Linked DNA regions of Zea mays: region 1 is linked to region 2. A link is a contact called in public Hi-C data. All regions are on one chromosome and are shown on one strand. Each heading gives the region's core, a stretch centred on a gene start, on an enhancer-like site or on the middle of the called end of the contact. The rest is flanking DNA. Distances are from core to core; before and after follow the strand shown. Region 1 has its middle 14 kb from the start of LOC103646320. Region 2 holds the start of LOC103646317 (C2 and GRAM domain-containing protein At5g50170).

The links. Hi-C and Micro-C count contacts between places; a contact is called where the count stands out from the background.
Region 1: a Hi-C map of leaf shows a contact between it and region 2, with 2.2 times the contacts expected there. The contact joins the enhancer-like site here to the promoter of LOC103646317 in region 2. A contact is called at or near these places in 2 of 25 Hi-C or Micro-C datasets (ear and leaf).

Annotation. Positions count from the first base shown.
Region 1 is chr2:39,588,233-39,594,110 of Zm-B73-REFERENCE-NAM-5.0, reverse strand. No RefSeq gene overlaps it. Among protein-coding and RNA genes, the nearest start is that of LOC103646320, 14 kb to the right of the region's middle. Within about 2 kb of position 2,755, at least 3 of the 20 cell types and tissues checked have an H3K27ac peak or open chromatin away from gene starts, as enhancers often do. A contact at or near this core is called in leaf, where this site is marked.
Region 2 is chr2:39,401,626-39,407,834 of Zm-B73-REFERENCE-NAM-5.0, reverse strand. LOC103646317 (C2 and GRAM domain-containing protein At5g50170) reads left to right here and starts at 3,669. Exons shown (of 7, transcript XM_008671046.4): 1 at 3,669-4,182; 2 at 5,278-6,209. The coding sequence starts at 3,756. It overlaps LOC103646318 (protein FAR1-RELATED SEQUENCE 6), which reads left to right. Exons shown (of 3, transcript XM_008671049.3): 2 at 1-1,687; 3 at 1,779-2,284. The coding sequence ends at 1,662.

The DNA of each region.
Region 1 (5,878 bases), core at 1,506-4,005, 190 kb before region 2:
GCATGTCTCATCATTTACTTTTCCCACTGTTTTTTAGAAATGATGGTTCTAGACATACTATTGTTCTCTAGACTATAGGTCCATGGAGAACTTTGTCGTACCATGGTTGAACTCTTTATTTTCCCACAGAGTTTTGAGGAGTTCACTTGGTACTATTTAACCTACACATATTCCTAAGTTTTTTCTACATGTTTCTCTTTATAGGAATTAACAATATTATTGAAGGATGTTTATGCTAGATTCAACCAAGGGGGAGTGTTGAGAAATGTCACACCCTGATTTAAGGGCAAATCCAGATGCATCTCATATTTGCGCAAATCAAATACCACACATACAATGACTCAATGTATAGAGATGAATGTCATAATATTTATTACATAACGAGAATGTCTTACAATATAATTGATGATAGAATAAATCGAACTAAGATAACTATCTCTATGGTGCCATAGTTAACAGGGAGACAACGCCTGGATCTCATCGAACTCATCGTAGTAGTCCTTCTTCGTTAATACTTGCTCTTCACCTGGTGTGATAATAGCAAGGGTGAGCTCCGATATGGTCATCGCTCAGCAAGTGTGGGGAATAATGTGTATGAGCTCACTTACGGTGGGGGCTCATGTGTAGTGTAAGGCTTACCAAGGAAAATAGTTAAGGTTGAGCATAACTTTTAAATAGTTGATCAAAATTTTATTAGCAGTTGCTAAGTATAAGTAGATACCAACCCAATTAATACTTAATCAATATAAAAGTATCGTATAGAAATCCCACAATGCAATGCATTAAGTTTTAATTTCATCCATTAATCATGCGAGTCCTGAGCTGTTCATGACCATGAGCACGACTGATTTACCAGTTTTACACTCTGCAGAGATTGCACATCTTTACCCAGGTCTCGACTCCCATTCATCTCTACCGAGAAGACAAGGTAGGGTAGCACTACGAGATCTTTCCAAAGTTCCACTAGCATGAGAGAACCCGCTACGAATTTAGGTAGGACGAGGCGATATAAGAATCCCTCATCCAAAAAACTATCACAGACGGAACGACCCGAGAACCTCCCTATACCGACAGCTCCTCACACCCCGCTTGCCTCTTTCGGGAAAAGATTAACTCACACTACCTTTCTTAGTTTCTTGGCCAAGACGTCTCATTGCACCTGAAAGTCGGCTAGAGGGGGTGAATAGGTGAAACCTGAAATTTATAAACTTAAACACACACTAAAGGCCGGGGTTAGCGTTAGAATTAAATTTGGGTCCAAAAGATTATTTCTCTTGCTAGGAGTTGCTCAAAGAGTGCGAATGACGTATGGGAGCAAGCTCAAATTAATACTAGCAAGGAAATGTTAGGGAGAGGAAAGAGGGCAAACAAATCAAGCGAGAATCAAAGCGAGTAGACATGGTGTTTTGTTTTACGGAGGTTCGGTTCCAAAGAACCTAGTCCCCGTTGAGGAGGCCACAAAGGCCGGGTCTATTTCAATCATTTCCCTCTCTCTCAAACGATTATTTAGACCGAATGAGCCTTCCCTTAATCACACGGGTCACTTAGACCCCGTAAGGACCACCACACACTTGGTGTCTATTGCTTTGCTTACAAAGCACTTGAGAATAAGGATGGGAAAAAGAGAAAGGTCAATCCAAGCAACAAGAGCAACAAAAGAACACAAAACGCCCTCTCTCAAGTCCCTAATGGAATTGAGTTGATTTGGAGACTTGGAGAGGATTTGATCTATTGAATATGTCTTGAAGTGAAGTCTTTTGCTCTTGCAATGAATGAGATGTTCAGAAAACTTAGATGTCAATGAATGAGGTGGTTAGGGGTATTTATAGCCCCCAACCACTTCCTGCCCGTTGCCAAGGGCTGCTGGCGATTGGCGCACCGGACAGTCCGATGCTCGCCACGTCAGCGCAACCGTTATGGTTCGGAGCAATTGACCGTTGGAGTCGCTTGTCGTCTTGCTGCACCGAACAGTCCGGTGCCCTCTGACTTCTGACGCAGCACTGTAGCGCACTATAGCTCTGCACAGTCGACCGTTGGCGCGCAGGGAGCAGTTGCTCCGCTGGCTCACCAGACAGTTCGGTGGCACACCAGACAGTTCGGTGAATTATAGTGGAGCATGCCTGCAGAAACCCGAGAGTGGCTGGTTTGCTGGCTGCCTCAGCTGGCGCACCGGACACTGTCCGATGCACCAAATTTCAACACAGTCTTGTTCTTTGCTCCATTTTTGATTGTGTCCCTAACCGGATTTCTTTCTTAGTTTGTATTGAACCTTATGCACCTGAGATAAATCACATCTGGCCAAACTAGTTAGTCCATGTGGTTTGTGCTGGATGTCAACCACCAAAATTGATTATAGGAGTTAACCCTATTTCTCTTTCACCATCCTTGTGGTAACACTGTTTTTTAGGTGAAGCTCCATGTTCTAATTAACAAAATAATCTTATTATGTATCATAAATAATCTATAAACAGTTAAGTAATAATAAGGCATGATCATGATTTATATATAATATAACACCTAAAATCAGATAGAGTAAAAGTAAAACTCAGTCGGTACCAACACGCTGCAATGCAAATTCATAGAAATGCAAGGATACATTGGCATCGCAGCCCGAGCAGCGCCCAGGTCGTCGGGTCTTGGATCCGCCACTGGATAAGTTACGGCTATGTTTTTGCACCTGAATCCATTGTATACAATAATATAGGGACAGAGACGTGTCTTTTCTCAATGTGGCTGAGTTTCTCTATCTATGTGATGCATCTATGCCACCCGTCCATGCATATTCGCTAGGGCTACATGCACAGCGCATTGTGATTGGCTGGATGGATCTATTTATTTCCATGCGCCAGCTGCGAATGAATGAATAATCATCAGCAACAACTAGAGCTAGCGGCATCAGACTTAAAGAAACAAAGAAAGAAAAGCATAGCAGCGTCATATGGCCATGAGCGGCATACCTGCGACGATGCTTGTCGTCGCTCTTCTTATCGTCGTCTGCTTCGGCGCCACCGCCAGGCCCAGCCACGACCACGCCTCCGCCACCCACACCGACACCGACGACGACGCGATTCGTCTGCCCAGCAGCTCTGGCGATGGTGGTCGACCGTGGGAGTGCTGCGACTTTGCTATCAAGCAAGTACGCCGGGCTGCCGGCATGGCTCTGCAATTACATGGTGGACAAGTGCTCCACGGACTGCTACGAGTGCGAGGCGTCGGTCGGTGCCGGGACGAGAGGGCTAGCCGGTGCCGGGGACGAGAGGGATGACCGGGAGCCGGGACGAGAGGGATGGCCGAGGCCAGAGCCGGGGACGAGAGGATGGCCGGAGCCGGTGGCGGGGTCGACCAGGCGGCGGGGCTCCACGGTGACGGCGGAACACCGACGATGGATGGCCGGGCGGGGCTGGGCGGCAGGGTTGGCCTGGAGGGCGGGTGCTGGTGCTTCGGCGACAGCGGGGTATGGCGGCGACGATGGGCGCGCGACGGCGGCGTGGAAAAACGAAGTGAAGAATAATGAAGTGAAGAAGAAGCCGGTATCGCAGACTTTACCGAGTGCCCGCGATCTGGCACTCGATAAAGATTTTTTAATTTAAAAATAAACTTTGCCGAGTGCCCACTGACAAACAATCAACAAAGAATGTATTTAAGGTTTTAAACAAATCTTTGCCGAGCGTTGCACGTCTGACACTCGACAAAAGCATTCTTTGCCGAGTGCCATTCCTGGACACTCACTACGGGAATCTGGGCCTTTGCCGAGTGACAGACGATTTGCCGAGTGCTTTTTATCGGACACTCGGCAAAGTCCTGCGCTCGGTAAAGAGCTTGTTTACCGAGTGCGGGACACTCGGCACAGAGAAACACTCGGCAAATACTGCTTTGCCGAGTGGCAAACACTAGGCAAAGATGGCGCTTGGCAAAGGGCCGTTAGCGGTCGTCTACAGCTGACGGCCGTCAGCCTTTGCCGAGGGCCGAAGGCCGGCACTCGGCAAAGCATACTCTTTGCCGAGTGTTAAATATCTGGCACTCGGCAAAGAACGTCTTTACCGAGTGTCTTTAGTGGGCACTCGGCAAAACATAGTTTTATTTTCTTTATTTTGACAACCAAACGTTTTGTGGTATGTTCCTACACTATGTAGACCTACATGTACCATTTTAGGACAATTATAACAGTGTTTTCAATAGCTAGTAGATTTAGTTCGTTTATTTGAATTTCTTCGGAAAATTTAGATTTGAACTGCAAGTCACTCGAAACTTGGATAATCGTGCATGCAAAAATGATACACATGTTATTTAGCACAAGTTACGACCGATTTCAGGATCCGACCGGAAACTTCGAGCAATATGCTCACTAAACATGGCCGTGAACTTGCCATCCACATGTTTAAAAATTGTATAAAACACAAACAAAGTCAGAAAACCATGAAACTTTTCCACGTGTCATGATATCATATGTAGAGGCTGCGATAAAAATTTGAAAAGGTTTCGAGAAAACTGTGACGCAATATGTGTAGAAACCTAAGAGATCTACACATGAAATCATAAAGTTTCAATGTGGATCTCTTAGGTTTCTACACATTGAAATAGTTTTCTCGAAACCTTTTCAAATTTTTATCACAGACTCTACATATGATATCATGACACGTGGACAAGTTTCATGGCTTTCTGACTTTGTTTGTGTTTTATACAATTTTTAAACATGTGGATGGCAAGTTCACGGCCATGTTTAGTGAGCATGTTGCTCGAAGTTTTCGGTCGGCTCCTGAAATAGGTCGTAACTTGTGCTAAATAACATGTGTATCATTTTTGCATGCACGATTATCCAAGTTTCGAGTGACTTGCAGTTCAAATCTAAATTTTCCGAAGAAATTCAAATAAACGTACTAAATCTACTAGCTATTGAAAACACTGTTATAATTGTCCCAAAATGGTACATGTAGGTCTACATAGTGTAGGAACATACCACAAAAAGTTTGGTTGTCAAAATAAAGAAAATAAAAATATGATTTGCCGAGTGTCGAAGAAGACACTCGGTAAAGACTTTCTTTGCCGAGTGTCAGCTGGTTGACACTCGGCAAAGAATCTTCTTTGTCGAGTGCCGATGGGTGGTACTCGACAAAGACCCTAGAACAGATCTTTGCCGAGTGTCTGTTAGTTGACACTCGGCAAAGAAGTCTTTGCCGAGTGCCCGCGATCTGGCAGTCGGCAAAGAACCAAGACCTGGGCACCGATATAGGTTCTTTGCCGAGTGTAGTGGCTCTGACACTCGGCAAAGAAGCACGCTTTGTCGAGTGCCATACAAAGCACTCGACAAAGTACCTGACATGGAGACCCCGCTGGTGGATTCTTTGCCGAGTGCTGTCCGGCGAGTGTCACCTTGGACACTCGGCAAAGACGCCGTCTCCGTCACCCGGCGCCGTAACAGCTGCTTTTCTTTGCCGAGTACTCCCTGGAACTCGGCAAACCTCTTTGCTGAGTGCCCGAGAAAAATTACTCGGCAAAGAAGGCTTTGCCGACGCACTGTGTGCCGAGCCCTCTTTGCCGAGTGTTTTTAAGGCTTTGCCGAGTGCTTCGGGCACTCGACAAAGCCGTCAATTCTGGTAGTGACTCAGCAAATTACATTTTTTTTTTCTTTTGCCAACCAAACTTTTTGTGGTATGTTTATACACTATGTAGACCTACATGTACCATTTTGGGACAATTATAAGAGTGTTTTCTATAACTATTAGATTTATTTCGTTTATTTCAATTTCTTTGGAAAATTCACAATTGAACTGCAAGTCACTCAAAACTTGGAAAACCGTGCATGCAAAAATGATATGCATGGTATTTAGTATAAGTTACGACCGATTTCAGGAGCGGACCGGAAACTTCGAGCACCATA
Region 2 (6,209 bases), core at 2,420-4,919:
GTTTGCTGGGTTGATGCTAGATCCAGAGTTGCATATCAACACTTCTGTGATGTTATTTGCTTTGATACTGTCTATTTGACATATCAGTTTGTCATTCCATTGGTCGCATTTTTGGGAATCAACCATCATGGGCAGTTTGTGTTGTTAGGATGTGGTCTACTTGGAGACGAGTCTCCAGAGACCTTTGCGTGGTTATTCAAAAAATGGCTAAAATGTATGAATGATAAATCACCTGAAGCAATTGTTACGACTCATTCAAGGCCAGTAGTCAAAGCAGTCAGTGAAGTATTTCCAAATACTCGGCACAGATACAACCTTTGGCATATAATGAAAGAACTTCCTGAAATGTCTGGAAGAGTTGAGGATAAAGAAGCAGTCAGTCTGAGAATGAAAAAAGTAGTCTATGATACAATTACATCAGCTGATTTTGAGAGGGAGTGGGCTGAAATGATCAACCAATATAATCTCCATGATAACCAGTGGCTTACAACCTTGTTTGAAGAGAGGGCAAAATGGGTACCAGCATATGTAAAGGATACTTTTTGGGCTGGTATCTCCACTGTTCGCCGTAGTGAACGATTGGAGGCCTTTTTTGATGGATATATTACACCAGAAACCACAATAAAGACGTTCATTGAACAATTCGATACTGCTATGAAGCTCAGGTCTGATCGAGAAGCCTATGATGATTTCCGTTCATTTCAACAAAGGCCACAAGTCCTGTCTGGTCTTCTGTTTGAGGAGCAATTTGCAAATGTTTATACAATAAATATGTTCCAGAAATTCCAGGATCAGTTGAAGCAGCTGATGAATGTGAATTGCACTGAAGTCAGTAGGAATGGTTCAATAGTGACATACACGGTGACAGTAATTGGAAAGGAGAGGAAGTTTGACTACAGAGTGATGTATAACAGTGCTGAGAAAGAAGTGTGGTGCATCTGCAGGTCATTCCAGTTTAAAGGTATTTTATGTAGCCATGCTCTTGCTGTCTTGAAGCAAGAGCTTGTGATGCTAATACCTCCCAAATATATTCTTGATCGATGGCGAAAGGACTACAAATGCCCTGAGGAACCTAAGGAAACCCCCATTTCACAGAAAGCTGCTAAAGATACAGGGAAGGGCTCAAAACCAGAAAACATTCGGGAAGATCAAGTGGACAATCTCTACAAGCATGGACACCAGTACTTTGCTGACATTGTGGAAATGGGAGCTACTGACCCTGATGCGATGGAATACGTCCTTTCTGTGATGAAAGAAGCTAAAGAGAAAGTGCGCAAGTTTGAGGAGTCTCGAAAAGAGAAGAGGCCTGGAGAGGGTCCAGTTTCTGCTGGTAAAAAAGGGGCGAAGTTTTCGAAGCCATCCACACAAGAAGTTGGCAATACAACATCAGTTTCGACTCCGACTGAAGCAGTGGCTTCGGTCACAGTGGTGTCATCTCCTCCAATGGCGGCAGCCCCAACAATGATGGCTATGGCGCCACCTTCAGCAGCTGTGGCCGGAGGAATGTTTTTAGTACCAATGCACCCGCATCCCTTGGTGTTCCCACCCTTCCCCCCTGCAGTCCCACCAGCGGTAGCTCCTGTAGCACCACCTGCTGCACCAGCAACCAATGTTGTCTCCAACACCTCAAAGAAGCGAAAGAAAAGAAAGGGGAATAATTGATCTTCTGATGCTGATGAAATGATGAGTAAGCTGCGTTTTGCATATTGCTCCAATTGTATTTCGTTAAGATTAATGTTTCCTGAAATTTGTTGTTTTTACACTTAGATGTTTTCCAGATCTAAAACAAGATCAGATCGGCGAAGTAGAAAATGAGTTTGATCTCACACTACGCATCAGGCCTCGACATGAGAGTGAGCTATCGATTTATCTCTTCTGCGCGGGTTGGTCTTTCGAGAAAAATCTCTTCTGCGCGGGTTGGTCTTTCGAGAAAAATCTCTTCTGCTGGCTGTGCTACTGCTACCTATGAGACTACCTACTGCAGTCTGCATATTCCTGGGGTGTTGGCTTCACTGCTTCAGCTAGATGCTCTGCTGTGGCTGACGCAGTTCAGTCTAAGGAGAGATGCATTTTGGGCTCAGCACACTGATCTTGATTACTGTAGATTACTAGATTAGATTGCCTGTAGTGTACATTATCGTCCTCAGTGCCGGAAGTAATCTAACATGTAGTCCAGCTTATGAATGTAAAGATCTGTTTCTGATTATGGATTGCATTTATGGGGAAGGATCTGGATCTTATTAAGAAATTCTGATTTACAAGCATTTGCCGTCATTTGAGTTTATTGGACTATACTCTTTCCATTTGGCAATGTTTGTCTATCGTCTTGGGACTTGAGAGGATGTCTCTCAATACCCTATGTCCAATGAAGATATTATTAGAGGAGTACTTAGCCTATCTCTAGCAGATTTTATATTATATAAACAGCGCAGTTTACAGCTCTGCTGAGCGCGGTCTTATTGGGCGTGTTTGTGACCCAGATTTTATATTATATAAACAGCGCAGTTTACAGCTCTGCTGAGCGCGGTCTTATTGGGCGTGTTTGTGACCCTGTCCTTGGCCAGCTCGGCCCGTTCAACTGGTCCAGGCTGAGGCTAGCCACTCCCGGCTACTGCAACTCACTTTGTTTGCGCACTTGTACCATATGAGTCTGACTCAGATGAGCTGATGTTTGTCACCCAATATGCAGCCAGGCTAGAAGACCAAAACTACCTAAACGCGGAATCTTTGCGCCACGAGCAGCCAGGCTCCCAGGAAACGGACCTTGAGCTCGTTTCTGTGGAGCCAGGCTGAGAGACTCAATTTGCACGTGCATAGTCTGGCTCCCGAACAATCCAGACGACGCAAACACAGAAACTGCAGCCTGGGAGTGCAGCCAGGCTACTGGGTCATGGCGGCAAACACGTCCATTGTAAATATTTTGACTCCGCATACAAAGTAAATGCTTTGAAATTATTGCCATGTAGCTACGATCGAGTAATGTTTGTTTTAGAGCGCCGGTGAAGATGGGCAAACCGCTGCTTGGCGCTCCTCGAAGAAGCCTTAGAAAAATTGCTGTTGGCAAGCCATGCGTTCATGGTGGTTTTGTCTTGCCTTTATCCGCTTCTACTTCTGGAGAGACGAGACCGGCGCATGTGCTACACGAGTGACACCACGACGAGCAGGCACGGACGGTCATCTGACATCTGGAAGGCCCGAAGAATTCAAAGCCGCGCCGCGAACGCAACGCCTTCGCATCGCTCGCGGCTCGCCGTGACAACTGTGGGGGTGTTGGGTTTAGTCTAGGAACTAATTTTTAGTTATTTTATTTTATTTTATTTTAATCTTTAAAATGTTAAATATAGAAACTAAAATATAGTTTTAATTTTTATATTTAATAATTTAAGGACTAAAATGAATAGAATAGAGAAAATAAAAATTATTCAAAAAACCAAACACTTCCAAAGAGCTTCGGAGCTTTCAGCTTTCTTTCCCCCACTTTCTCAGTCAGTCAGTCAAGACTCAAGACGTTAACGCCGAGCCCAAACCGGAAACCGCGCCGCCTCATCGTCCCAGCGCCGCGTGTCGCGCTGCTCATTCCGCCGCGTGCCCGCGCCATCGGCACACGTCAGGCAGGGCCCCAGCCCCCACCTCCAAACTACTAGTACAAGTCTACAACCACGCTTCCCAGCCCGCCCGCCAAGGTCCCTACTACTTAAATAGTTAAATTCCGAGCCAAGGTCCCTCCTCATAGCTAGCTACCGCGATCGACCGCCATGCGGCTCTACGTGTACGTGCTCGAGGCGCGCGGGCTACCGGCGCCGCGTCAGCGCCGCGGCGGCGTCGTGCTGTTCTACGCGAAGGTGACGGTGGGGAAGCAGCGGTTCCGGACGCGGGCGGTGGAGGCGTCGGATCTGGGCGGCGCGGCAGTGGCGGCGGCGTGGAACGAGGAGTTCGTGTTCGCGGTGGGGTCGGACGGAGCTGCTGGGGGCGAGGAGCTCGAGGTCGCCGTGGCGCGGCGGGGAGCGAGAGGGAGGGAGGTGGTGGGCACGGTCAGGCTGCCCGTGCCGGCCGCCACCGCTGCTGCTGGTGCCCCGGGGGAGAGGCGGTCCGTGCCGCCGACGTGGTTCACGCTGCAGCTGCAGCGACGGCGGAAGGGCGTTGTCGGCGTCGACGGTGGCGACGAAGCCGCGGCGGATTGCGGTGCGTGCACAAGTTTGCTTTCGCGAGCATGATACATACGCTTGACGTTTCTGCCGTGCTGTGCTTATGCGTCTTTGCCAGTTCCTGCCGCTTGCCGCTTTTCAGGCGTCTAAACTTCAGTAACCGTTTGTCATTGGCAAGTACTCTGATAGTCGGATTGCGGAGTACGGACTACGAAGTCGGTCGCATACGTGATACGTCTGATAATTATTAGTTACCGTGATGCTTAGTACGGAACGTCAGGTTCTAATCTGATAGAACGCTGATCCTAGTGTTGTGGCTAGGGGTGGCAATGGATCGTGATCCAAATGCTTCTTCACAAAATTACAGGACCCTATATAAATTTAGTTTAAAAAATAAATAGAAATATAGTCCGATTCTAATCCGATCCAATTCTTAAATCTTATAGTCTAAAATTTAGAGCTCATTGTCACTAAATTAAATTAGTGTCTCTTGGTCGGCCTCTCCCCTGGCCAAATGTACAAATAAAATCTGGACTATTCGTCCAACGTTAAATTGGCCTATTTTATGGAAAAAAAAACCTCTTTTCTATATATTTATAGAAAAACTCCCCGCCCGTCTAGTCGACAGTCGTTAAATGTTGGATGAAAGGTTCAGATTTAATATGTTCAAAGCATGCACATAAATCTAGGATTGACCACTTTTTACTTGGGATAGAAATGCTAGTGACGGGTGATGGTACGCTTTAGGCAATTCAATCAACGGCAATGAGTTTGAATATGAATATGCCGGTATCACTTTCTGTTACGGTTGGACTTAAACAAATATGATTTAATATTATCAGTTATTTACAAATATGAAATAAACAGCACCCTAGTTCCATTAGAAGATTAGTATGTACCTGAACCGTATATATGATCCAGTTTTGTAGGTCTCATCCAATTCAAGACGTCTTCAGGTTTCAGATGTTCAGTATATGCTATTGTATTTCTTTCTTCAGTAAAGGATTGCTTATTATTCATGGTTACACTGGGCATACTTTCCAGCGTCATAGATTGTATGATGATTGCACTTTCCATTACTTCACACGAATGGTCTATCCGTAACGATCTTATTCTTATCGCTTTCAAACAGGGAAAATTCTCCTCAGCTTTTCACTCTACGGAGAAAACAACGTCAACTCTGTCGTCCACACCGATGCCGAAGTGGAGAGATCACTTGACATGGAACATTCAAGTTGTAACAATGGTGGGGTGGTTGATTCTCCCAGGAGCCATGACACAGATAACTCTGAGCATTTCACACAAGAAGATTGCAATTCAATTACTGAAGTTGATGACCTAGCGGAGACTAGCACTACGGCAACAGCAAACGGTGCGAGTGACACCGAACGTATGGTCCCAGATGCTGCTGCTAGCTTCTTCGAAGAAGCTATGGAGATCATGAAATCTAGAAGAAGCACACCAGAATTGCCACAAGATCTCGACGGCGGCATCATATTTGAGCACGCTTATCTTGTGGGGTCGAAAGAGCTGAACCATCTTCTGTTCAGACCTGACTCTCAGTTCTTCAAAGACGTGCGCGAGCTTCAAGGTACCATGGACTACGAGGAGCAGCCGTGGACATGGAAGAGCGCGGATCCTCCTAGCTTAACTAGGACATGCCGATACACCACAGGCGCATCTAATAAGTTTATGAAAGCCGTCAAGACCAGTGAGGAGCAGACGTACCTTAGAGCAGACGGCAAGAGTTTTGTGGTCACGGCTCGTGTCCGTACTCCCGAAGTGCCCTTCGGGAACTGTTTCGCAGTCGTCCTGCTCTACAAGATAGTCCACAGGACCGGCGAAGAAGGCGCGCATCTGACTGTATCATACAACGTAGACTTCCTTCAGAGCACCATGATGAGAAGCGTGATCGAGGGGAGTGTTCGAGACGGGCTGAGAGAAAATTTCCAGGGTTTCGCTCAAGTATTGTCTAGGCATGTTGTTGAAGTGGCCGGTTCTGTCGGGATGAGCAAAGAGCAGTTGCTGGCGCCATTGCAGGTAGAACACCGCCAGTCAGATATC